Linked DNA regions of Mus musculus: regions 2, 3 and 4 are each linked to region 1. The links are chromatin contacts, called in public Hi-C and HiChIP or PLAC-seq maps. All regions are on one chromosome and are shown on one strand. Each heading gives the region's core, a stretch centred on a gene start, on an enhancer-like site or on the middle of the called end of the contact. The rest is flanking DNA. Distances are from core to core; before and after follow the strand shown.

The links. A called contact is a pair of places that touch in the nucleus more often than the background predicts. HiChIP or PLAC-seq counts read pairs in DNA pulled down with a chosen protein or histone mark.
Region 2: an H3K4me3 HiChIP or PLAC-seq map of the SCID.adh cell line shows a contact between it and region 1, with 11 read pairs. The contact joins two enhancer-like sites. A contact is called at or near these places in 4 of 484 Hi-C or Micro-C datasets (embryonic stem cells, nephron progenitors and peritoneal macrophages), 1 of 115 datasets of contacts at active chromatin or transcription factors (the SCID.adh cell line) and 2 of 9 other capture datasets (adipose tissue and liver).
Region 3: a contact with region 1 is called in a Hi-C map of the N1E-115 cell line, with 2.0 times the contacts expected there. The contact joins two enhancer-like sites. A contact is called at or near these places in 5 of 484 Hi-C or Micro-C datasets (the N1E-115 cell line, cerebral cortex, double positive thymocytes and 2 more), 1 of 115 datasets of contacts at active chromatin or transcription factors (embryonic stem cells) and 1 of 9 other capture datasets (embryonic stem cells).
Region 4: an H3K4me3 HiChIP or PLAC-seq map of the SCID.adh cell line shows a contact between it and region 1, with 2.1 times the contacts expected there. The contact joins two enhancer-like sites. A contact is called at or near these places in 12 of 484 Hi-C or Micro-C datasets (the N1E-115 cell line, cerebral cortex, embryonic fibroblasts and 5 more), 2 of 115 datasets of contacts at active chromatin or transcription factors (the HPC-7 cell line and the SCID.adh cell line) and 1 of 9 other capture datasets (adipose tissue).

Annotation. Positions count from the first base shown.
Region 1 is chr10:25,143,960-25,147,067 of GRCm38.p6, reverse strand. Gm36313 (a long non-coding RNA gene) reads left to right here. Exons shown (of 4, transcript XR_380207.3): 3 at 970-1,812. Among named protein-coding and RNA genes, the nearest start is that of Gm36313, 8.6 kb to the left of the region's middle. Within about 2 kb of position 1,492, at least 50 of the 459 cell types and tissues checked have an H3K27ac peak or open chromatin away from gene starts, as enhancers often do. A contact at or near this core is called in the N1E-115 cell line and the SCID.adh cell line, where this site is marked.
Region 2 is chr10:25,237,790-25,240,897 of GRCm38.p6, reverse strand. It overlaps Akap7 (A kinase (PRKA) anchor protein 7), which reads left to right. Exons shown (of 8, transcript NM_001379238.1): 6 at 1,160-1,272. Among named protein-coding and RNA genes, the nearest start is that of Gm25016, 27 kb to the left of the region's middle. Within about 2 kb of position 1,532, at least 6 of the 459 cell types and tissues checked have an H3K27ac peak or open chromatin away from gene starts, as enhancers often do. A contact at or near this core is called in the SCID.adh cell line, where this site is marked.
Region 3 is chr10:25,067,135-25,070,242 of GRCm38.p6, reverse strand. No RefSeq gene overlaps it. Among named protein-coding and RNA genes, the nearest start is that of Gm51762, 19 kb to the left of the region's middle. Within about 2 kb of position 1,647, at least 7 of the 459 cell types and tissues checked have an H3K27ac peak or open chromatin away from gene starts, as enhancers often do. A contact at or near this core is called in the N1E-115 cell line, where this site is marked.
Region 4 is chr10:25,217,864-25,220,971 of GRCm38.p6, reverse strand. It overlaps Akap7 (A kinase (PRKA) anchor protein 7), which reads left to right. Exons shown (of 8, transcript NM_001379238.1): 7 at 214-361. Among named protein-coding and RNA genes, the nearest start is that of Gm25016, 47 kb to the left of the region's middle. Within about 2 kb of position 1,416, at least 17 of the 459 cell types and tissues checked have an H3K27ac peak or open chromatin away from gene starts, as enhancers often do. A contact at or near this core is called in the SCID.adh cell line, where this site is marked.

The sequences.
Region 1 (3,108 bases), core at 243-2,742:
CTTTGGGAGATACCCTGTTTAACAATACCCTGTGGCAAATCAGCATATGGTATAAAATAATGTCTCTTTTTTTCCTGTTAGAATTTACCATACAGTGCAGCACCCAGCAAAGCACGGTGGTTTATCATTATCCATGTTTTACAGTTGTAAGTCAGGATGTGAGGTTAAGTGACTGGCATAAAGATACAGAGTAAGTTTGCAGAGACCTGGAGACTCAATATTCGTTCCCTCAAGTTCCATTCCACCTGAGCTGATTTATTACCGTTAGGTCACGTCACCAACATCGCCCAGTTCCCAGGCACAGGATGGGGATTTGTCCAGGAGTAGTCGATTCAGTAGATCATTTCCCTTCACTTTTTTTTTAATATTTAATTTTAATTTATTTTATGTTCATTGGTGTGAGGGTGACAGATCCTCTGCAACTGAATTTACAGACAGGTGTGAGCTGCCATGTGGGTGCTGGGAATCGAATCCTGGTCTCCTGGAAGAGTAGTCAGTGCTCTTAACCACCGGGCTACCTCTCCCGCCTCATCCCCTTCATTCATTTCTTCTCTGTGAATGTCACCATTTCCTGCAGACCTTTGGAATATGAACTGAGTTTTATTCTTCAGTCTCTAAATTGCCTTTCCCTTTCTCATTGGTTTCATAAGCTTGGTGAAGACTAGGAAAGTTTTACAGCACCATATCCTCCGTAGTGCCATGCACCTTATCCTGCAAATACGGACAGCCGCACAAGAGGCGGCTGAGTGAGCAAATGGGTGGAAGAATGAATGAGTGGATGAGAAATGCGGCGTTACGTTTAACAGCATTTGGACAGACAATAATGAAAGCAGAAAATCAGAATTAAAGCCACAGATCTGAGACAGAACTCTGCTGCTTAGCTTAAAAGCAAGATCTTGAGATACAGATTTCCAGCAAACAGTACTGCAGAGCCCAATTTAGACCTCTTGTCTGGGTTTCTCTTTATAGATGGCACCTGGCAGACTCCACATTCGGAACTCCCATTTCTGCACCGAAGCAAAGCAGCCGGGGGAACAGACAGTGACTGCGAATGTGAGATCAGTATTGCGATCAGGCCCCAGCGCTCCGCTTCACCTCGCAGTCAGTCGATCTGGTCATGTTGGAACCAGCCCTTTGTGGGCAGCTGCTTTCCAGCTTCAGTTCGGCAAACCAGTGTTTATTAAAGCGGCTGCCACCCCGTTAACAATTCTTGTCAATATTCTCGGCCATTAGCCAAAGTAGTTTGTGACGTGAGATGTATTTGGTGGCACGTAGGATCTCAGTGCCAGGTTTCATATGACTCTGTTTTACATCCTCCTTTGTTGGCTGACACCCCCCCCCCACCTCTCCCCCATCCCACTGCAGTACCATCTCCACCTCTCTCTCTCTCCTCCCAGCTTTCTGTTTCCCACTTTCGTATCCCATGTACAGCCTTCTCAGCCTTCTCTCGTCCAGCCTCCTCTGATAGGCTTGTTTGTGGTTTTCTGACGTACACTCACTGCCGCATACAAATTAGAAGCTAGGACCCGCACGTGAGAGGGGATGGGCAGCATTTGTCTTTCTGAGCCTGCTTACCTAATTCGGAATGATTATTTCCCGATTCCTCCACTTTCCTTGCAAATTTCATATACTTTTTACAGCCAAATAATATTGTGCCCTGTACCACATTCTCCTTATCTATTCCTCTGCCGAGGGATGTGCGGGCTGGTTCTGTGGAGAGGAGAAGGAGAAGCAGCCATGAGATAGCTGAGCAATAAAAACGTGGCCATGTGGGCTGCTCAACTGCAGCTAAAGCAGCCCAGATGCAACATAGTAAGTAACAATTCAAGGTTATCTTGAGGAGAGTAGATTCTAAAAGCATGGAGGGTAGACAGCTGCCCAGCTATTGTGCTACTCAAAGCGTATTGTGAAAATAAAGGCTGTGAGTGTGTCTTTCTTCCAGGAACTCAATAACCCAAGGTGGGGTAGAAACTCTGGGCTGGGATTTTATAGTTTCCTACTACATCTTACTATTGTGAATGGAGCAGCAGAAACCATGGATACACATGTCTCTCTGGACTAAGATATAGAGCTCCTTGAGTGTGTGTGTCTAGGAGTAGTCTGGGTGGCTTATCTAGCACTTCTATTTTTACATTTTGAGAATCCTCTAATCTCCGTATTCTTGCACCTTCAACGGCTGCACCACATTTCTTCTCAGCAAAGGTTAATACGCGTTCCTCTCTCCTCACATTGGCTTTCGTCCTGGCAGCCATTCTGACGGTGAGATAGAATCTCAGGGTAGTTTTAATTTGCATTTCTCTGGTAGTTAAGAATGGTAAACATATTTTAAAATGTTTACCGGCTGGCGTGTAGAAATTTCTTAGCTCTGGGATTTTGAGCCTTGTTCTGCTATATATAGGAACCATTATATTTTGAACTGCTCAGAGGTTGTTTTTGTTCAGATTTTATGTGTAATAACACTAGTGGTTTTGCAGGGATAGAGGAACTGTGGGCAAGGAGACCCAAGGATAGATGACTGCTACTTAAAGCATTATACCTTACCATATCTATTCAACAAATATACATTGAATCCCTCTACTGTGCTAAGCCCTAACATGGAGATTAGACAGAAGAGTTAATAAATTATAACAATTAGTGATAAGTCCTTTAGAAGTGGGCACAGGCCAAGAAAGAATGACAGTCTAAAGTCTAGAACTGGCAAAACTGAAAGAGAGCAGTGTATACAGAGAGGGGAGTAGTTATACTATAGGACCTCACAGCCTGAAGCACAAGCAGGCATGGTCTGAGACCTGCTGAGGTCCGGCAGCATTGTGGATGTCCCTTTGGGAATTGATGGATGATTATCCTGGAGATGAGGTGACAGATGTGGTGAGAATTGTTTGTCATCTTGAGGCCTTTGATTATGGAAAGGAAAGGGGAGTCAGGTACCAAAATGTGTACTTTTACACACTGGATAGCCCCAGTGTGATGATAAAGGAGGCAGTGATGTGTTAGAATAGCGGCTCACGTCTGAACACAACAAACCAGGCCAAAGCAGTTCTACATGTTAAGAGGTTTATTGGGAGAGAGAGGGGCAAGGAAGGTGGTGGCAGAAAGAGAAGGGGGAAA
Region 2 (3,108 bases), core at 283-2,782, 94 kb before region 1:
TTTCTCTAGCTCCTCCATTGGGAGCCCTGTGATCCATCCAATAGCTGACTGTGAGCATCCGCTGCTGTTTTTGCTAGGCCCCGGCAGAGTCTCACAAGAGACAGCTATATCTGGGTCCTTTCAGCAAAATCTTGCTAGTGTATGCAATGGTGTCAGTGTTTGGAAGCTGATTATCGGATGGATCCCTGGATATGGCAGTCTCTAGATGGTCCATCCTTTCGTCACAGCTCCAAACTTTGTCTCTGTAACTCCTTCCATGGGTGTTTTGTTCCCAATTCTAAGAAGGGGCAAAGTGTCCACACTTTGGTCTTTGTTCTTCTTGAGTTTCATGCATTTATCAAATTGTATCTTATATCTTGGGTATCCTAGGTTTTGGGCTAATATCCACTTATCAGTGAGTACATATTGTGTGAGTTCCTTTGTGATTGGGTTACCTCACTCAGGATGATGCCCTCCAGGTCCATCCATTTGCCTAGGAATTTCATAAATTCATTCTTTTTAATAGCTGAGTAGTACCCCATTGTGTAAATGTACCACATTTTCTGTATCCATTCCTCTGTTGAGGGGCATCTGGGTTCTTTCCAGCTTCTGGCTATTATAAATAAGGCTGCTATGAACATAGTGGAGCATGTGTCCTTCTTACTGGTTGGGACATCTTCTGGATATATGCCCAGGAGAGGTATTGCGGGATCCTCTGGTAGTACTATGTCCAGTTTTCTGAGGAACCGCCAGACTGATTTCCAGAGTGGTTGTACAAGCTTGCAATCCCACCAACAATGGAGGAGTGTTCCTCTTTCTCCACAGAGGATGATTATTTTTAATTGAATATTTTTATGCAATAAATTCTGATTATGTTTTCCCCTCCTCATCTTCTCCCAGATCCTCCCCACCTTTCTCTCTCTCATTAGGAAACACACAGGCAAATAAAACAAGATAACCAGAATAAAACAAAACGAATACAAAAAAGCATGAGAAACACACACACACACACACACACACACACACACACACACACACACAAAACCCATAAAATGCAAATTGGAAACCATAATATGATCTTCCTTATAATACAGTTAGTCATCTCTTGAATCAACCTCTTAATAACTAAAGATAACTGTGTGTTACAGTAGCACTTTTGTGTTCTTTTTATCTTCTTCAGAGACTGCGAAAAGAACATTTCGGGAAAAAGGCATCCTAGCTGGAGAAAGCAGAACTTTTAAGCCCCACCTGACCTTTATGAAGCTGTCCAAAGCACCGATGCTCAGGAAGAAGGTGGGTGCTCGTATGTAACGCTGGCCTTGGTTTGCAGGGCACAGCAGGCTGCAGCGTAGTTAGGGGTGTAAATGATAGTTTGTATTTTTTGGCGCCCTAACCTTCTTGTTCCTGGGACCCTTGGTCAATTCAGTTCTAACCCAAGGGTGTCGGAGATCTCAGTGTTTCTAGGAAGCTGTTAGAGCTTGTTTGCTGCGTGGTTGTTAGGTGCACAGCGACACCTCTGATTGCTGTGGCTTCTTTTGCGACTCCTCCCAGGAGAAACCTCTAGATGGTGCCAGAGGTCACTCGTGCCACCTTGGTTAGGTCTTCTGCCTCCTTCAGCTCTAGGGGCTTTTCCCCATGCTAGCTGGCCTTTATTCACCTGCTGCTCACTGCAGTCTGCGGTTCAAGCCCAAGCTGAGGAAGACAGTCTCGCGCTTTAGCCCAGGGGTTTCTTACTCAATTTAACTCACCAGCTGACTTCTGTTATAGCAGAATTTCTGAGATGAGCGTACAGATCAGTGTCCACTCCCAGCCCCGCGTTCTCCTCTGCCCTTGTTAAGGCTTGTTTGCAGCTTTATGAAGAAGGTCATGCTTATTAGTAAGTAGCAACCTCTCCCCGCCCCCGCCCCGCCCCGCCCCGCCCAATTTAGCATGTTCTGTTCTCAGAACTGTTTTTTTTTTTTGTTCTTTAAGCATGGGTTTGAGTGATCTATCCTGTGCTTATGTGCTGTCTACAAACTGTTGTTAAAGACGCCCTCAAAAAGATATCTTGCCTATTGTTGATAGTTATGTGAACAATTGATTAACGTGACCATGAGGCATGATTACAAAAATTCATTTGGTAAAATGACTATGTAAGTACTAGTCTTTGCAGCCCTGAGTGGCAGCCCGCAGAGCCTATAGACTGTTTGCTTCTCACTCACTATCTTTCTTGTTTTGCTGTCAATGGATCGTCGTCTTCCAAGTGGTTTCCCACTTAACCCCAGAGTGAAAACTCGGTTGTGAAGGTAATTCCCCTATTATAAATGCTGCTTTGTCTTTACGATATCAACTTGCAATGGGAGCACCCAGCGACGTTCACCAAATGGATGTTTAATTGCCCAGGTTCTGGATTTCAGCCTTTCAGACTGTCTGCATGTGGTTTCTTGGCAGTTAGCTGCGTAGAATCGACTCCCTCGTCTCCCCCAGAGGGAAGGGATGTGGCACTCAGGTTTAAATGCTTTAAGCGAGGTTGCGTCCTCGAGTTCTAATTCCTGTCTCTGTGTCTATTTTCAGTCTCATGTTCTTCCCTCTCACCGGCCAACTGCAGGTCACCCAAGTTCATTTATAAATATGGGGAGCATCTATTAGAAGCCATGATTTGGTAGCGATTACGTGCTGGGGACGGTTGCTTTGACCTAGGCTGGTAATCAAGATGGAAGGTTTCTGCTCGAATGATGTATGAACTTGAAACCAGGTTGCATTCTGTTTAGATTAGAAGGCTGAATCTACGGAGAACAAATTACCGCATCCTCTCTGTTCTCCATGGAGGAGATGCAACAAGGCCCCCAGTAAGTGCCTGACAGCACAGCCACCACTCATCACTGTATGTGTTCTCATCCCCACATGTGTGCTTACTCACTCAGAGGGGTTTATCTTCGATACATCAAATGCCAGCATCAGCCCTGTGCACTTTGGGGCCTTTATTATGTAAATGTAAGAATTACTTAAATTCTGTGATGCCGAGACAACCGGTCTGATCTCAGATGTGGTGACCGAGTGGCTACGGGGAGCTCCCTGTAGTTAGTGTGACTCTGTTGGTAAAGGGTTGATTCCCATCCTGGGTGGGGCCGGGTAGCAGAGGGTCTCATG
Region 3 (3,108 bases), core at 398-2,897, 77 kb after region 1:
ATAAAAATAAATAAATGTAAAAGGTCTCCAGTTCCCCTTTCTCTACAATTATGAGATGGCTGTGAGGGTGTTTTGCTGCGTTAGTTCCCTTACTCTGCTGAGATCTGGTAAACTTGTTTGGAACTCTCACTATCCCATCAATTCTATGAAAGTTTGGTTCTTGTGTTGTTTGGGATAAGAATGCCCCCCCACCCCCAGGAGTTCATATATTTGAATGCTTAGTCATCGGGGAACAGCACTACTTGAGAAGGATTAGGAGGTGTGGTCCTGTGTGTCACTGAGGGAGGAGGGAGTGTGTCACTGAGAGTGGGTTTTGAGGTTTCAAAAGTCTAAGCCAGGCCCAGTGTCATTTTCTTTTCCTGCCTCCTGTGGATCCAGTTCTACTCTTAGCTACTTCTCAGTCCTATGACTGCCCGTGTGCTACCATGCTGCTGGCCGTGATGATAATGGGCTAAGCCTTCGAAACTGTAAGTGAGTCTTCAATTAAATGCTTTCGTTTGTAAACGTTTCTTTTATCATGGTGTCTCTTCACAGCAATAGAACACCGACTCAGACATTTCTAGAAAGTCAATGTCTTGGACATTTTTAGAAGATTGAGAAAAAAAACAAACAAAAAAACAAAAAAAATGTTCTCTGGACTTCCAAGAGCTAGAAACCAGCAGTTTCAGCATTAAAAAGACAATGGTACATTCACAGGGTTCCCTATCAACCTTATAGATCCTAGAGGCCTTTCTGAAAGGCTTTTATGCTCCTAAAACATAAAAGTTATGTAAAATAAAACTCAAAACTGCTGGTGAGGATATATGTCTATATCTCAATCTTGATCTCGATCTATCTATCTATCTATCTATCTATCTATGAATGATGTAGTATATGGGGTGCCATGTGGCTTAAGCCTTTGTACCTTTCCCTTCTTTGTAGCTCATTTCTAAACCCATGCTTTTAATTTTCTAGGCTTTGCCTCTACATTCAGATTAAAGCCTTCAGAATTCTAAAAATAATAGTCTTACCCTTCCCAAAAAAAATCTATTTTGTCTCTTTAGAAAGTCTGGCTTATGTAAATAAAATGTTCTATAGCTACCAAGTAGCTGGGTCTGCTATGAATTTCCAAAACCAATTCAGCAATTCATCTGACTTGGGCTTCTCTGGAGTCAAATCAGTGTGCATCTGCCTACTGTGCTGAAGGCCAGTTTTTGGCTGCAATGGTGGCTTTGCACAAAGAACAGGAAAACAGCAGCCTGCTCATCCCCACACCACCCCAACGTGTCAGGACGGGTTTGTAGAGCTAATCGTTTCCTGCGAATATAGCAAATGTTTCCTGCAGGTAGAGAAGAGAAAGTTACCCTGCCCAGCTGCCCAGCTGCCCAGCCAGCCCCAAGGGGACGTCTGGTCCTTATACAATGAACTCACCCCAGTATTGCCCAGACATCCTCAGATCTAATCAACGACAATTTTCTTCTTTGGCTTCTAGTTTTAAATTTATCCAGTTAGAGCCTACTCTCTCTTTTCCTCCTCTTGATTCAAAAGATAAATAGCTCCTATTTCTGTCTAGTGCCAATCCTGGAAAATGTCTACTCGCCTCATAGGATGCGGGTTAATTGGGCCCTGTCTGTTTCCTCGAGGTCTGTCCCATCTGTGGCCTCACCTCGTGCATCTGCATCTCCTCTTTGTGCTGAATTTCCCTCGACACCTCTCTCTCACCAGGCTATGAGCTATTGGAGCTTGCAGACATTGCTTTATTTCTGTATTCTCTTCAGGACACACACAGTGCTTGCCTGGTTAGGAGCTATTTATAGGACTGCGGGTCATGTATGGAATGGGTCACGTTTCTCAAGGAAATGAATACAGAAGTGCTGTGTCAGTTGTCAGAAAAGTGGCAGCGTGGATGACTATGAGAAAGACAGAGGTAACCCCAGCAGGCTGTGGGAACACACATGATGTACACTGGCTAGGAAGGAATAAACCAGAAACTAGGTTTCAGAGCCAATGACAGATTTTAAGGTTTTATTTCGTGTTTTTATAGTGTATATACATGTTTATGTGGGTGTGTGCATGGGGGTAAACATGTACATGTGTGATGTGTGATCGCACATGTAGAGGACAAAGGTTTATTTTAGGGACTGAGGATTCAAAAAAATATATACATATACATATACATATACATATACATATACACATACACATACACATACACATACACATACACATACACATACACATACATATACACACATATACATACACACACATATCTATGTGTGTGATATATGATATATATATATCAAATGCTTCACTGGTGTTGGAAATGTAGTATTAACTCTTTGGAGAGAGTTCAGATATTTAGATAAGTATTTGGGAGTTATTACATGAAGAGAAGGGTTATTCCAGCAACACATAAGTAATGCATACAGGAGGAATTCAGAAAGATATAAGCTCTAAAATGATTGAAATATAGTAAAATATCCTAAAATATTTGACCAAAATAGTGGCTATTAATTGGGGAAAACATAAACTAACAGATACTGATGTAGGAGCTTGGGAAGTCACTAAGATTAGCCACGAGCATCTCTCACACTCAACCCTCTGTGAGTTGTGTGGCTTGCTCTGCACAATAGATTCTGAACCAAACAGATTGGGCTCATTTACAGTCATGCTTTAAAACGCATAGCACAGCTTTCCCACCCCATGCCTATAAGCCCACTGGAGCAGATATCCAAATCAATTCCTCCCTTAGGTTGGACACTGAGCAAGCACATAAACAGGTCTACTCTGGTGACCTGTACTGAACGTGTAACACTCATGAAAAAGAACTCCTTCTCTGGTTAAGTCACTTAGCATTGGTCATCGTCTCTTACATACTCCATCTTAACCTAGGCTATTCTGACTGACACACAGGCTAAGCTGCCCAACTGGGGTCTCACAAGTCTGGCAGCCATATGGTCATTTGAGGTCCTTAGGTTCCCTCTATTTTATAGCCTTCCCAACTCCTTTGCATTTCTTCAACCACACGATTAAATATTATGCCCTGGTTTCACATCTGAATTCCAGTCTCAGGAAAGGTGAAACAAGGAACGACTAATTTCCTTCTAAGGGTGTGAAGGCTGAAGT
Region 4 (3,108 bases), core at 167-2,666, 74 kb before region 1:
GAGACTTAAAACCAAAACCAAAACCAAAACCAAAACCAAAACCAAAACCAAAACCAAACAAAAAACCCAACAGTTTTGTGGCATCTATTTTCAAGTGCTGGGAGGCAGTTCTGAATCCAAAATGTACTATCAGGTTCTGAAAGATTGATAGACGTATGATCTGGCTGCCCAGTGAAATGAGTGCCTGACATGGATTTGTTTTGTCCTTTCAAGGGAGTGAGAAAAATCGAGCCTGGATTGTATGAACAATTTATCGACCACAGATTTGGAGAAGAACTATTGTACCAGATAGATCTCTGCTCCATGCTGAAGAAAAAACAGAGCAATGGTTATTACCACTGTGAGTCTTCCATCGTGATCGGTGAGTTCTGTTGAGAACATCGTTCAGTACAGTTATTCATTATTTCTTGACATCACTTCTAAAATAAATATTTCAGGTTACTTGTGTACTTTTCAATTCACTGCAGGTTTTGTTTGTTTGCTTTGTGGTTGTTGCTGTTTTGTAACACCGCAGCGGAAAAAGTGGAGAGAACTTTTCTCTCCGCCTCTTAGGTCTTGAAATGTCCATGGAAATTTGTTCCAGTTTAATTTTATTTCATGGGCATAAAGAAAACACATTCTTCAGGGCGCATCACGTGGCCACACTGCTCCCCAGCTGGCCTTAGCATGGTAGCTGCTATTAATAATGGCTAGTGACCGGCTCCGGAAATTTCACTACGGGAAGAAGAAGTATAGGTGGCCTGTGACAGTCAAGACTTTGTTGCTTCTCTAAAGAAAACATACTTGAGGGGAAGCCAAGACCCACACAGAGATGGCTCGGTGCTCATGCGTGAAGGCTCCTGCAGGGTTCGATGAGACCAACCCGTTAGTTCCCAGGAGGAAAGTGTGTACACAGGAAGAAACTTCCCTTAAGCAGGCAGCTGCCATCACCTGCCTTCTGGAAGGTGGGTACGTTTCGCAGGAGCCTGCCCTGTGGGACTCAGCTGTACTGTTTCTAGCGAGACACCACTGCCAAGAAGTGAACTTGAAGACAACCTGATTTACATGCCTTTAAAGTAACATGAAGATATATATATATATACACATTTGTAAATATTTCAAGTTCTTCGGCCAAAGTGATTTCTCACCATCTCAATTAAAAGGATCTATTTGTATCCTAAAAGAACCATCATATAACTGAAGTTTATCGAAGGTTTTTAAAAAAATGTTCAAGAGGCAATTTTATTTTCGAGTCCTCGTTACAGAGTGTGACAGACATCATCACCCCAAAGGTCCGTTTTAAACTGAAGATTTAAAGTGGAGTTTGAGTTTTGAGTTTCACATCTGAAACCCTCCTCCTATTTCAAGGAGGATGTTCATGCTTTCAGAACCCGAGCAGGGGCCCTCTTCTGTCAGGTTCAGCTGACTTTCACACAGAGGGGCGATGCAGATCCTCTGTGCAGTGTGGATTTTGGCGAGTTTTCCAGGTTCCACTGTAACTAGGTTAGAGCAACCTCAAAAGGGGGTGTGGAGCTTCATTCGCTTCCAGCTGATTAAGACAATGAAAAGGTCGGATTTTATGGAAGATCCTGAAATTTGCATTATAAAACCTATTGTGTACATCCGACCAGTGGCCAGCAGGGGGCTCTGTTCCACCAGCTCCAGCAGGTTTTCTGCATTCCTGTTCTTTTGCAGGCTGGTCATCACATTTCCTCCACTGTAGAGAGTGTTTATCCATCCTCCATCTTCTACTGCAGAGTGACCGTTTCATCTGCCCTGACCAATTCTGATTTTTTTGTACCATTTAACATTTAAACTGTATTTTGTTTATTACGGATACTTTATTTTTTTCTACCTATCTCGTTTAATTATGACAATATGACTTTTAAAATGATGCCTCCTTCTAACGTAATTTATTATAATTAAGTGTAATCTAAACTGGAGTTGCCCCCTTTTCTTTGCGTCTATGCCTGCATAGAGGCCTGGGTCTCTCCTCTGTTACTCTCCACCCTGTTTTTGAGGCAGTGTGAGGCTGGAGCTCACTGGTTGTAGAGTGGCTGCTGAGCGACCCACCTGGATCCTCCTGTGTCTCCTTCCGCAGCTGGGTTTGCAGACGCTCTCTACCACGTCTGGCTTTCTGGTGGGTGTTGGGAGTTGCAAGTAAGGTCTTCATACTTGCTACTTAGCACACTTAGATCTTCCCAGCCCAGATCTGCTATGCATCTCTATAGCATCATTGCTATTCAGATAAAGAGTAGCATGGAAATCTGGGCGTTAAAACTGTGAAGCAGGGATTGGATTTTAGGAATATATTATTGCGCTAAAGATCTTTGGCTATTCCTCCAGCTTGGTAAGTGTGTACTAGAGATTACACATTGGCAGCCCTACCTTCTGTATTTGATTAACAAAGAGCTTTGATGATTTGTTTCATAATTTGAGCACTTATTATAGTTTGAAGATAAAAGTCTCTTATTGGGGTGTGTGTGTGTGTGTGTGTGTGTGTGTGTGTGTATGTGTGTGTGTTTGAATACCTGATCCCCAGCTGGTGGCACCACTTGCGAACACTATGTGACCTTTTGGACAGTGGCTCTCATCCTTCCTATTGCTGTGACTCTTAATTCAGTTCCTCATGTTGTGGTGAGCCCCCACCACCATTATTTATAACTGCAATTCTGCTACTATTTATTATGAATCATAATGTAAAAGCCTATGTTTTCTGATGGTCTTGAGTGTCCCCCCCATGAAAGGGTGGTTAGACCCCTAAGGAATCCATGACCCACTGGTTGAGAACCACTGCTTTAGAAAGAATGGCCTGGATGGAGAAGGTAGATGGCTAGGGATGGAATTTGAGGATCTCTGCTTCCCGATGTGCAGGAATATGAGCAAGCCCCCATAGCCATGCTCTGCTGCCAGCCTTCCTGTGTAGGGAGTGTAGCCCCATCTGTGAGTTAAAGCAAGCTTTCCTCGATCCCTGTTGTCTCCTTCTTACCACAGGGGGAATGGATATGCTCACCAATGTGGGATGATTTTATATTACAAACTTCAGATTTCTGCCTTCTTGTGAACACTCCCAATGTGGCTGTATGGTTCCAGTGTCCTTCGAACTACCTTCATTTCCTGCATGGAGTA